Regions from separate parts of the Sus scrofa genome. Here region 1 is linked to region 2. Evidence: chromatin contacts called from public targeted proximity ligation data. All regions are on one chromosome and are shown on one strand. The core of a region is the stretch at or near the end of the contact, and the rest is flanking DNA. Distances in the headings are between cores, read along the strand shown.

What was found.
Region 1: a targeted proximity ligation map of alveolar macrophages shows a contact between it and region 2. A contact is called at or near these places in 4 of 47 Hi-C or Micro-C datasets (blood, epiblast stem cells and liver) and 1 of 2 datasets of targeted methods (alveolar macrophages).

The regions. Positions count from the first base shown.
Region 1 is chr4:93,959,687-93,965,266 of Sscrofa11.1, forward strand. It overlaps RAB25 (ras-related protein Rab-25), which reads right to left. Exons shown (of 5, transcript XM_001928357.5): 3 at 4,153-4,346; 4 at 2,205-2,285; 5 at 1,450-1,825. The coding sequence ends at 1,698. Among named protein-coding and RNA genes, the nearest start is that of RAB25, 8.3 kb to the right of the region's middle.
Region 2 is chr4:93,825,277-93,830,723 of Sscrofa11.1, forward strand. The region is part of intron 1 of PMF1 (polyamine modulated factor 1); the gene reads right to left. Among named protein-coding and RNA genes, the nearest start is that of PMF1, 8.8 kb to the right of the region's middle.

The sequences.
Region 1 (5,580 bases), core at 2,030-4,529, 140 kb after region 2:
GGGGAGCTTGATTTTTGCTTGTGAGAAATCAACTCTTTTTTTTTTTTTTTTTTTTTTTTTTTTTTTTTAAGCACTTGCCTTCTACCAACCCCAGCTTGCAATCAGGTCGGGCCCCTCTCTCCTGTTCAAGGGGGTGTGGAGGCCCCTGGGCTCTTGGTGAGAAGAGCCTGCTCCATTACATCAATGACTCTGTCATGCCCCTCCCTGGCCCTAGACCCCAAACACATCTCCTTCTCCCCAATTTACTCTTCTCACCCCACCTAGGGACAGATTTCCCCCCTGCTCTTTTTGTCCTAGAAACCCCACTAGTTTGGGAAGGTAGCGTCTGGGGTGGGGAGGGCTTCCCCTTCCCCACTGGAGGGTGTGGGTGGGGTAGGGTGGGTGGGGGGAGACAGCCCTGGGGCAGGGGAAATGGTCTCTCCACTGTAGAAAGTAGAGTAGGATTGTGGTCAGACTTAATTTGAGGCATCTAGTGAAGACACGTACAAATCCACCAAGGAAAAACATTTCAAAAGCAAAACAGAGGTGGGAAACAAAACGGACCCATGAATAATCAAGTCAAAATGATGTTGCACAAAATGCAGAGAAACCAAGAAGGGGGAGGGTTAATGTATTAAATGTGCTATTAAGAACTTAATTTTATTAAAAGTATTATTACTTAAGGCTCTGGCTTCTTTCTCTGCAGTGAGTCTGAACGACCTTGGGGTGAGTGGGGCTTCCGCTGTGTCATTCTGGGTGACGTTCCTGCTCACCTTGCAGGAAATGGATGGCTCCTCTTGTCTGCTCCCCACAGCTTCCTGCTTGTGTCTCCAAATGCTCAATCCCCTCTTTTCTCCCCACTTACAGCCTTCTATTCCCTGGGGTGCCCTTAGACCTCCCTCCACCCTGCCCTGCCGAACAGGCCCAGTGACTTAGACCCTGCCTGGACAGCCAGCTCTGGACTCAGTGGAGAAGAGGCAGAGAGCTGAAAGCTCCACCCTCCCTGCCAGGTTCAATCCATCCCTACACATCGCACCCCCTCTTCTTGGAGGTCAGGACCTTCCACCTCCTGGGCTTAAAACCCCTTCCCCAGCACGCACACACCACACTGGCCATGACTCCCCCTTCTTTCCAACATCTCCCCTGCCTCCTTCCCCTCACCCCTGGCATTGGAGTGACCTCAGTTCTTGGCACCAGGGCCCTGGGCGCCAGATGGTACCCGCCGATGGTTTCCTTTGTCTCGCCTTCCAGATACCCCCTCTCCACCATGCTGTCCTCCCTCACCCACCTGCCCTGGAGGTTGGCAGAGGGAAAGGCGGACATCTCCCACCCCCTTGGCACTGTCCCCAGACCATAGGACTCCAGAGGCAGCTGGCCCTGGGGGGTAGTGGGTACAGTGAGAGGATGGAGGGAGGGGGGCTGGGAACGGGGACTCAGAGGAGGGGCTGCAGATGAAGGGGGGCATGGGGAGGCATTGATACAAAATACAGCTTTATTCGAAGACCCTAGTCTGTGAGGGGATGAATGATAATAAAGATATGTGGGGGTGGGGGTGGAGGTGGGGGGGTGTAAAGATCTTAGAGCTCAGAAGGACTGTGAACAGGGGAACTGGCCACTCTGTCATCCGGAACCACAGGGCAAGGAAAGCTCCCGGAGCTGGGGGTTGAGAGGTGCTGTTAACCAGAGAGCCGGTGGCACAGGGTCGGTGCTAGATGAGGTCAGAGGCTGATGCAACAGGCCCTCTTCTCACCAGGGCCCGGCTCCTGCCCAGGCTGGGCACTGCCCAGGGTGATGGCATTGGTCCGGCTGCTGTTCTGCCTCTGCTTGGACACCTTTGCAAAGATCTCTGAGGGCAGAGGACAGTGATGAGGTCGGACAAAGATGTAAAGCCCATCCTCCCCCGAACACACACCACGTGCCCCTTTCTAAACCCCAGGGGGGTTGCTGGAAGGAAGAAGAGTTTGGTACCTGGGTCCCTTCTAATTACTCAAGTGGAGAAAGGCTAAGACTCAGCTCCCTGGCAAGGGTGTCCTTCTGGTTCCTTCCCCAAGCACCAGCTGAGGAGGGTGGGGACATACTTGGGAGGCTCTGAGGAGGCTGGGGGTCCACAGAGACGCTGAGGAGTTAGCTGGGGTCGGGGAGGGCTGGGTGTCTGCGTTCTTAACACTGCCCACAGAGGTCTCAGGGTTGGGGTTGGGGTGCCAAATGGAGGCAGGGGCTCTAACCTTTGAGGACAGTCTCAAAGGCCAGCTCAACATTGGTGGAATCCAGGGCTGAGGTCTCCAGGAATAGCAGCCCATTGTTTTCTGGTAGGAAAGGAAGCACACTGTTAGTTGCAAAGGGCAAAGGCAATAATAATATTTACTTCATGTTTACTATGTACATATTTTTAAAATTGCTTTTTAGGGCTGCACATGTGGCCTATGGAGGTTCCCAGGCTGTGGGTCATATCAGAGCTGCAGCTGCGGGCCTACCCCACAGCCACAGCAACGCCACATCCGAGCCTCGTCTTCGACCACAGCTCATGGCAACGTTAGATCCTTAACTCACTGAGTGAGGCCAGGGATCAAACCCACATCCTCATGGACACTAGTCTGATTTGTAATCCACTGAGTCACAAACAGGAATGCCGTGTTTACTATCTACATTTGCTATGCACTGAATCCTTAGCATGTGTAGCTTATCTAAAACCTAAAACAGGAGTTCCCATTGTGGCTCAGCAGTAATGAACCTGACTAGGAACCATGAAGATGCGTGTTCAATCCCTGGCCTTGCTCAGTAGGTTAAGGATCCGGCATTGCCGCAAGGTCGCAGACATGGCTCAGATCCTGTGTTGCTGTGGCTGTGGGGTAGGCCAGCAGCTGCAGTTACGATTTGACTCCCTAGCTTGCGAACTTCCATATGCTGCAGGTGCGGCCCTAAAAAAATAAATAAAAATAAATAAGTAAATAAATAACCTGTGAGGTAGGTTTGACTACTTCCCTTTCTTTTTTTTTTTTTTTTTTTTGTCTTTTTTTCTAGGGCCGCACCCGCGGCATATGGAGGTTCCCAGGCTAGGGGTCTAATCAGAGCTGTAGCCGCTGGCCTACACCAGAGCCACAGCAATGTGGGATCTGAGCCGAGTCTGCAATCTACACCACAGCTCACGGCAACGCCGGATCCTTAACCCACGGAGCAAGGCCAGGGATTGAATGCACAACCTCATGGTTCCTAGTCGGATTCGTTAACCACTGAGCCCCAACGGGAACTCCATACTTCCCTTTCTTATCAAAGAGGAAACTGAAGCCCAGAAACAGAATGAATAAAGAACTTGCACTGGTGTCGCTGGCCAAGAGATGTGACGCTGGGCCTCTGGACTCCACAGCCTATACCCTTAACCTCTGTGTCTTGCTGTCTCTAAACCCCAGAAAACTCTTGGGGAAGGTGGCTGGAGATGGTCAAGGGGAGTCCACCTGCTATACTTGGCATCTCTGAGCATTGCAGTGTGGGCTGTCTTGAAACCAACTCTGAATAATTGCTCACAGGAGTTCCCTGGTGGCTCAGCTGATCTTTATCCGGTGTTGTCACGCCTGTGGCTCTGGTTATCACTGCGGTGCAGGTTGGATCCTTGGCCTGGGAACTTCCACATCCTTTGGGCATGGCCATAAAAAATAATAATAGGAGTTCCCGTCTTGGTGCAGCAGAAATGAATCCTACTAGGAACCATGAGGTTGCGGGTTGATTCCTGGTGTTGCTCAGTGGGTTAAGGATCTGGTATGGCTGTGAGCTGTGGTGTAGGTCACAGACGCAGCTCAGATCTGATGTGGCTATGGCTGTGGTATAGGCCAGTAGCCACAGCTCTGATTAGACCCCTAGCTTGGGAACCTCCATATGCCGCGGGTATGGCCCCTAAAAAAAGCCAAAAGCCAAAACAAATAAATAAATAAATAAATAAATAAATAATAATTGCCCATAAAGACAAGCTCAGGGCAAGCCGTGAGACATAATGAGGGACACAGGGTCACAGAGGGAGAGGGCTAGGAGATTCTGAGGAATAGATGATGGAGGCAGGGGACCCTGTGGAGGAAGTCTAGGCCAGGGCTCTAGGGAGAGACCAAGGGGTTGGGGAGGTGGGAGCTGGAATGGCACTGGCAGCAGTTGGAGGGGTCACACTGGGTCCTGGTGGGCTCTCACCAGCGAACATGCGGGCCTCGTCCGTAGGCACCTCCCGGGCCTGGCTGAGGTCACTCTTGTTACCCACGAGCATGACGACGATAGTGGCCTCAGCATGGTCATAGAGCTCCTTCAGCCAGCGCTCCACCACGGCATAGGTCTGGTGCTTGGTTAGGTCAAACACCAGTAGGGCCCCCACTGCACCACGATAGTACCTGGGTGGGGTAGTGGGGTGGACAGAGGTAAGGTCAGGGCCAGTGAGCCCAGGCTCAGAGCTGAGCCCTGAAGTCAAAAGTCAGAGATGGGGAAATATGAAGACTGAGTCCAGAGACGAGACCAAACCACACAGGAGAGCCCAAAGCTCTGGTGTCTGATGCTGGGTGCCCTTCAGGGATCCTGGCCGTGGCGCCTTTGAAGCCTCACCTCCCTTCTCCAAAACCATTGGCTCCCTCCTCCTTCCTGGCTCCTCCACTTCCTGAGGTCCTTGCTCAGGATTTAGCCTCTGCTATCTACCAGTGCATACTGGGTCACTGGTCAAGTCGGCCTCTTGATCGTCCTCATACAGCTCCTTGACCTACAGTGCCACCTTCTCTCTTATGGCCATCTTTCTAGGACTAGCTGAATGCCTCCTCAAATAGCAGTCCCTGGCTGAGGCATCCTTGCAAGCATCCAGTCTCACTCTTGGAATTAGATAGAGCTTCTGCAGGTGGGTGGTACCTACTTACTCCCATTTTGTTGATGAGTCAACTGAGGCTCGTAAGAGTCAGGTGACCAGTCCAAGAGTTATGAGTAGGTATAAACAAAGCCCCTGACTCCTGCTTCCTGCCCACTGGCAGGTGCTGTCGCCCACTACACACACACACACACACACACACACACACACACACACACACACACACACACACACACACACACCACCTTTGGCCTGACACTGTCTGGGAGACTCTCTGGATTGGTGTCAGGAGGCCTGAGTTCCTCAGTGTCCTCTGAGTCTTTGTAAAATGCAGCTCAGGGGTCCAGCCCTTCACCTTGTGGTTAGTGAAGGCTATCAAGTGCAAAGCACTGTGCAGAATGAAGGGGCGCCCCCGATCCCAGAAACTGCCCCCATCCTAGCTGCACCGATTTCACCTGCTTGAGACTCAAACTTCTATTTAAAGAGGGTTAATGGTAACACCTTATTCCTATGGTATTTTGAGAATTACATAAAATGCCCAATGTAAAGTGCCTTGTATCCAGGAAGGTACATAGCAAAGGCTTAAGGAAGTGGTGGCAATGACTCTTATTTTTAGTTCAAGCCGTCAGTATCACTACATCCCATCTCAGACTGTTCGTGGCTCACAGAACTTGTGTGTCCTTACCCAGGCCACGGCAGCCTGTGATCCCATCCAGGGAGCACCCTGCTGGGTGCCCTCGCCTCCTCCTCCTCCTCTCCTCCAGAGACGTGCCCTG
Region 2 (5,447 bases), core at 480-2,979:
TGGTTGTGATGATTGTTGTACAACCATAAATGTAATAAAATTCATTGAGTAACTAAAAAAAGATACATGCAGGATGCTATAAAACTGAGTTGTGATGATCACTGTACAACTATAAATGTATTACAATTTATTGAGTAATAAAAAAAAGAAAAACAAACAAACAGATACATGCTGGAGTTCCCATTGTGGCTCAGTGGAAACAAACCCGACTAGTATCCATGAGGATGTGGGTTCAATCCCTGGCTCTACTCAGTAGGTTGAGGATCTGGTGTTGCCACAAGCTGTGGTGTAGGTTGTAGATGTGGCTCAGATCCTGAGTTGCTATGGCTGTTGTACAGGCTGGCAACTGTGGCTCCGATTTGACCCTTAGCCTGGGAACTTCCACAGGCCACAGGTGCAGCTATAAAAAGAAAAAAGTTATCTTTTAAAAATTTAAAAATTAAAGTTATTTTTAAAAAATTAATCTTAGTTATGTCTTTAGGTTATTAGGTCTCTGGGGCTTATTTTAACCTTTTATTGCTTGGATTCTTTTGGAAACCACTAGGAAGTTAATAGTGAGAATCTAAAATTAGAATACTTTTTCTATTAAAAAAAGGAAAAGCTTCTGATTTGATAAATATTAGCATGAAGATAAAAAAATACCATCAGGTAACTGTATTCATTTATTCACTTGACAAACACTGAGCACTGACCATTTGCCAGGTTGAACTCAGTGGCACAAACTCAAAGATAAGAGTACAATCCCACCCTCAAAGGGCATACAGTTTAGAAGGAAAGACAGACCAAAATGAGGATGGGACAGCATGGGGGGCTTAGAAGGGAGCTCCAGGAAGACTCCCTAGAGGAAACACCACCTGAGACCCAAGACTGTCACAGTCAGTCAGAGGACAGAAGGCCCCAGCAGTGTAGCCAAGAGTAAAGTGTACATATATCCCTGTACACTGTACCCGTGAAGACATAATAACAGGAAATGTGTCCTGGGCACTGACTAGAACCAGGCACTCTACTAAGCACTCCATGTGGAATAACTCATTTAGTCCTCACAATACCTCTTTGGAATAGGGTCTATGAGCACCATGCCCATTTTTCAGATGCAGACACTGAGGCAGAGAGAAGCTTGCCCAAGGTCACACAGCTGGGGCATGGTGGAGCCATATGAACTGGATCACGTGTCCCTATCATCCAAGACACACAGTCCGAAGTCTGGTGGGCCAGGCAGAGAAGGGCCAGGCACACAGAGTCTGCACTGTATCCTGCTGGGAAGAGCTAGAAAGGGTGTTAAGCAGGGGTGGGATATGATCCACTTGTATTTTTTTGCCTTTTGTCTTTCTAGGGCTGCACCCGCAGCATATGGAGGTTCCCAGGCTAGGGGTCTAATTGGAGCTGTTGCTACCGGCCTAGGCCACAGCCACGATAGCGCCAGATCTGAGCCAAGTCTGCGACCTACACCGAGGCTCACAGCAACGCCGGATCCTTAGCCTGCTGAGCAAGGCAAGGGATCGAACCCGCAACCTCATGGTTCCTAGTCTGATTTTTTTCCGCTGTGCCATGATGGGAACTTCCGATTTGTACTTTAGAAGTTCCCTCAGGCTGCTGTGTGAGGGTAGATTCGGGAGGCATGGCTGAGATAATGGCTGATTTGAGCAAGGCAGACTCTGTGGGGACAGAGCAAGGTGGATGGCCTGGAAACATGCAAAGAAGAGAGAATCAGCATGATGGGGCTGAAGCCGCACACCACAGTCTGATGAGTCATACCCACACTTTAGAAACTAACCACTGCCACTAGCATGCATCATCTGCTCATACAAAGAGGGTGAGATATTTCTGAAGCATTTTTTTTTCTTTTTTTAGGGCCACACTCATAGCATACGGAGATTTCCAGGCTAGGGATCAAATCGGAGCTAAGCTGCTGGCCTACACCACAGCCACAGCAACTAAGGATCTGAGCCACGTCTGCACGACTCACAGCAACGCCGGATCCTTAACCCACTGAACGAGGCCAGAGATCGATCCTACAACCTCAGGGATGCTAGTCAGATTCATTTCCGCTGAGCCATAACAAGAACTCCTAAAGCACTTATTTAATCAGAATACTTTATGTATAAAACCACTCTTTTTCCTGTGAAGAACTGTCTCCTATGAATACCAACAACCTCAGCCACTAGTTTAACTCTTACCAGTTCGCATACAAATGCAACTAGCTCTCCTTCCTTGGTCATTGTCAGATTGTAGGCTTTAAGTCAGTTTATATAAATCACACTCTGTAGCACCTCTCAGGCTCAAAAAGTGGACCAGGCCAGGCATTGGACCAGTCTGGCATCTAAGAACTTAAGGGTCAACCACCTCTTGCTTCCACAGCCCCCACCTCGACCCTGGGACTGACACCATGTGGCACAGCTGCCAGGTGCCAGGGTGCCTGTGGCAGAGTAAACTTTCCTCCAAACAGTGCTAACTTCAACCAGGGCCCCACCAACACCACCTCTAACTAACTGCCTCTCTTGGTAGGTCTCAGTTTGTAGCAAAACATAGCAAGCCTCATCTGCTTGCTTTAGCTAAATAGGAGAATAGCTGTTTCTTAGAAAGTCCAGGAGGCTGTGAGGACAGAAAAGAATCCTTCATATTCAGAGGTCAAGGGAGAGATCGCAAATGGTAGGCTCTAATAGGACCACATGTCAACATTCTGAAGCCTGAGAGAGGGCAGATTCAGAGGTCTTTGCCTTAGCCAATCTAATGAAAGGAAGACCCCCTAACTAAAGGCAAGGGCATGGGTTCATGATATCTGGTAGCCTGGTGAAGCCAATAATCTTCCATTCACTCTGGAGTGCATCAAATTTGCCCCCCTAATCAAACTAATATGTACATGAAAAAAACTGGAATTCCCACTGTGGCACAGTGAAAATGAATCTGACTAGTATCCATGAGGATGCGGGTTTGATCCCTGGCCTCGCTCAGTGGATTGGGGATCCCGTGATGCCATGAACAGTGGTGTAGTTCGCAGACACAGCTTGGATCCCACATTGCTGTGGCTGTGGCATAGGCTGGCTGTAGCTCCAATTCGACCCCTAGCCGGGGAACTTCCATATGGTTCGGGTGAGGCCCTAAAAAGCAGAAAAAAAGAAAAGAAAATATGCTTAGTTGTAGGGAAATTCAACCTGAGGTTTAAAATATTCCTTTGGGGAGTTCCCGCCATGGCGCATCGGAAACGAGTCTGACTGGGAACCATCAGGTTTCGGGTTTGATCCCTGGCCCCACTCAGTGGGTTAAGGATCTAGCATTGCCATGAGCTATGGTGAAAGCCAGCAGCTACACCTCAGATTAAGCCCCTAGCCTAGGAACCTCCATATGCCGCCAATGTGGCCCTATAAAGACAAAAAGACAAAAAATAAATAAATAAAATATTCCTTTAGATAACTGACATGTGAATAAACCAGCTTTCATTATGTAGAGATTCCTGTCTCCAGTATAAGTACTTGGTCTTTGGGATTGAGAATTTTTAACTTAATGAGTTGGGAGAGGGTCAAGTATTTGCACACATCTTAAAAGTCTGTATTCATAAATGACACTTACTGAGCTCTTTCTATGTGGAAATCAGCTGTAAGTTCCTATTTAACCAAATGAGGGGAAGGATGTTCTAAACAAGAGCAGTAAATAGAAAGAGCAGGTGCCAAGAGTAGGGGGACAGTGGCAGCACTCAGTGCAGAAGACTTTATGTGCATGTGTGTGTTTGCATACAAGTATGCATATGCTACATGCACACTCTTGGCCCTGACCATGGCTGGAGAGACAGGAGAGGCCAAGGAGTGAATGGGCTTATACACTAAGCTAAGGAGCTGACATTTGATTCTGGAAGCAACCCTGAACCAATAAGACCACTTTTAAAGCAGGAGAAGGACATATTCAAATCTGAGCTGTAGACTGGAGGGAGGGGGCAAGACTGAGGCTGGTACAACAATCCAGTGAGAGATGGTGAGGGCCTGAACTAAAGCATGTGCACAAGGATGGAGAGGAGACTGGGGAGAGAGGCTGGAAGCAACTGGGCTTAGTAGATGACTGAAAGGGGCCAGTGAAGACCCCTAAATCTCTGGCCTAGAGAATGGGTAGATGGTGGCATCTTCGACCAAGTTAGAAACCACACAGTGAGGAGAAATCCTGTTTTGCTGAACTTGATGGTTCTGTGGGACACCAAGTGGGAATTCTAATAGTAAATTGTAAAAGACAGGTCTGAAGCTCAAGAGAAAGACACAGCTTGGGTATCCTCATTTATTCCAAAAGCATTTATTGAGTGTCTACTATGTGCCAGGCACCGTAATAAGCAATGAATAGAGAGTGGTGGAGTTCCCGTCGTGGCGCAGTAGAAAAGAATCCGACTAGGAACCATGAGGTTTTGGGTTTGATCCCTGGCCTCGCTCAGTGGGTTAAGGATCCGGTGTTGCCGTGAGCTGTGGTGTGGGTCACAGACACAGCTCGGATCCCACGTTGCTGTGGCTGTGGCGTAGGCCGGCAGCTGTAGCTTTGATTTGAATCCTAGCTTGGAGACTTCCACACGGCATGGGTGCGGTGCTAAAAAGAGGAAAAAAAGAAAGAAAAAAAAAAAAAAAAGAATAACCAGGGGAGAAAGGTGGTTTTAGAGAAGGTCAGGGAAGAGATGGAAGAAAACCATTCCTGGTAGAGCAAACATAAAGAACAAACACCCTGAGGTAGGAAAGCTCTGGACATTCCAGGAAATAAGGTAGTATGACTGAGTATAGCTGGGGCAGGGGACAAGAGGTAGGCAGGGACTAGAATATGTGGGGCCTTGGAAGCCATGGTAAGGAGCAATGAATAGCCATTGAAGCTCTTTCAGCAGCAGCAAGATATCAAATGCGATGTGACCATGCACATGTGCAGATAAAGAAAGGACAGGGCACTACTCACACATTTAAGGGACAAGTGGAGGAAGAGAAGCCCAAGAAGGAGCAGTTAGTGAGGTAAAGAGGCAGAGAATGATGCCAGAAGCCAAGGAAGAAATTTCAAGGACAGAGAAGTGGTTAACAGTGTCAAATGCTATAAGGAAAGCAAAAAGGTTAAAGATGAAAAAAATGAAGTATTTAGCAACAAAAAGCTATTAATGACCTTAAATGAAAGGTTTTACAGGAGTGGTGGCAAACTGCCCTAAGCAGAAGAAAAACCTGGAGATGGAGAACTAGAGCTGGGAATGTAGAGACCTGAAGCCATAGCCTTGGGCGTAAAGGGAAGGGAATTGATGGAAAGGTAGCTAGGAGGATGCAAGATTAGGCATCTCTCAGCCAAATTTATAGATGCAGAAACTCCTGCCTGGTGGTCCCAATTCTATGAACCAGGTGCTAGGGTCATTTTCACTGAGAGGGTATAGGCAGCACAGAAAGGGTCTAAGGGACATTGTGAAGATTTAAAATAGCTACTGTGAAGAAAAGGAAGAGAACTGGCTG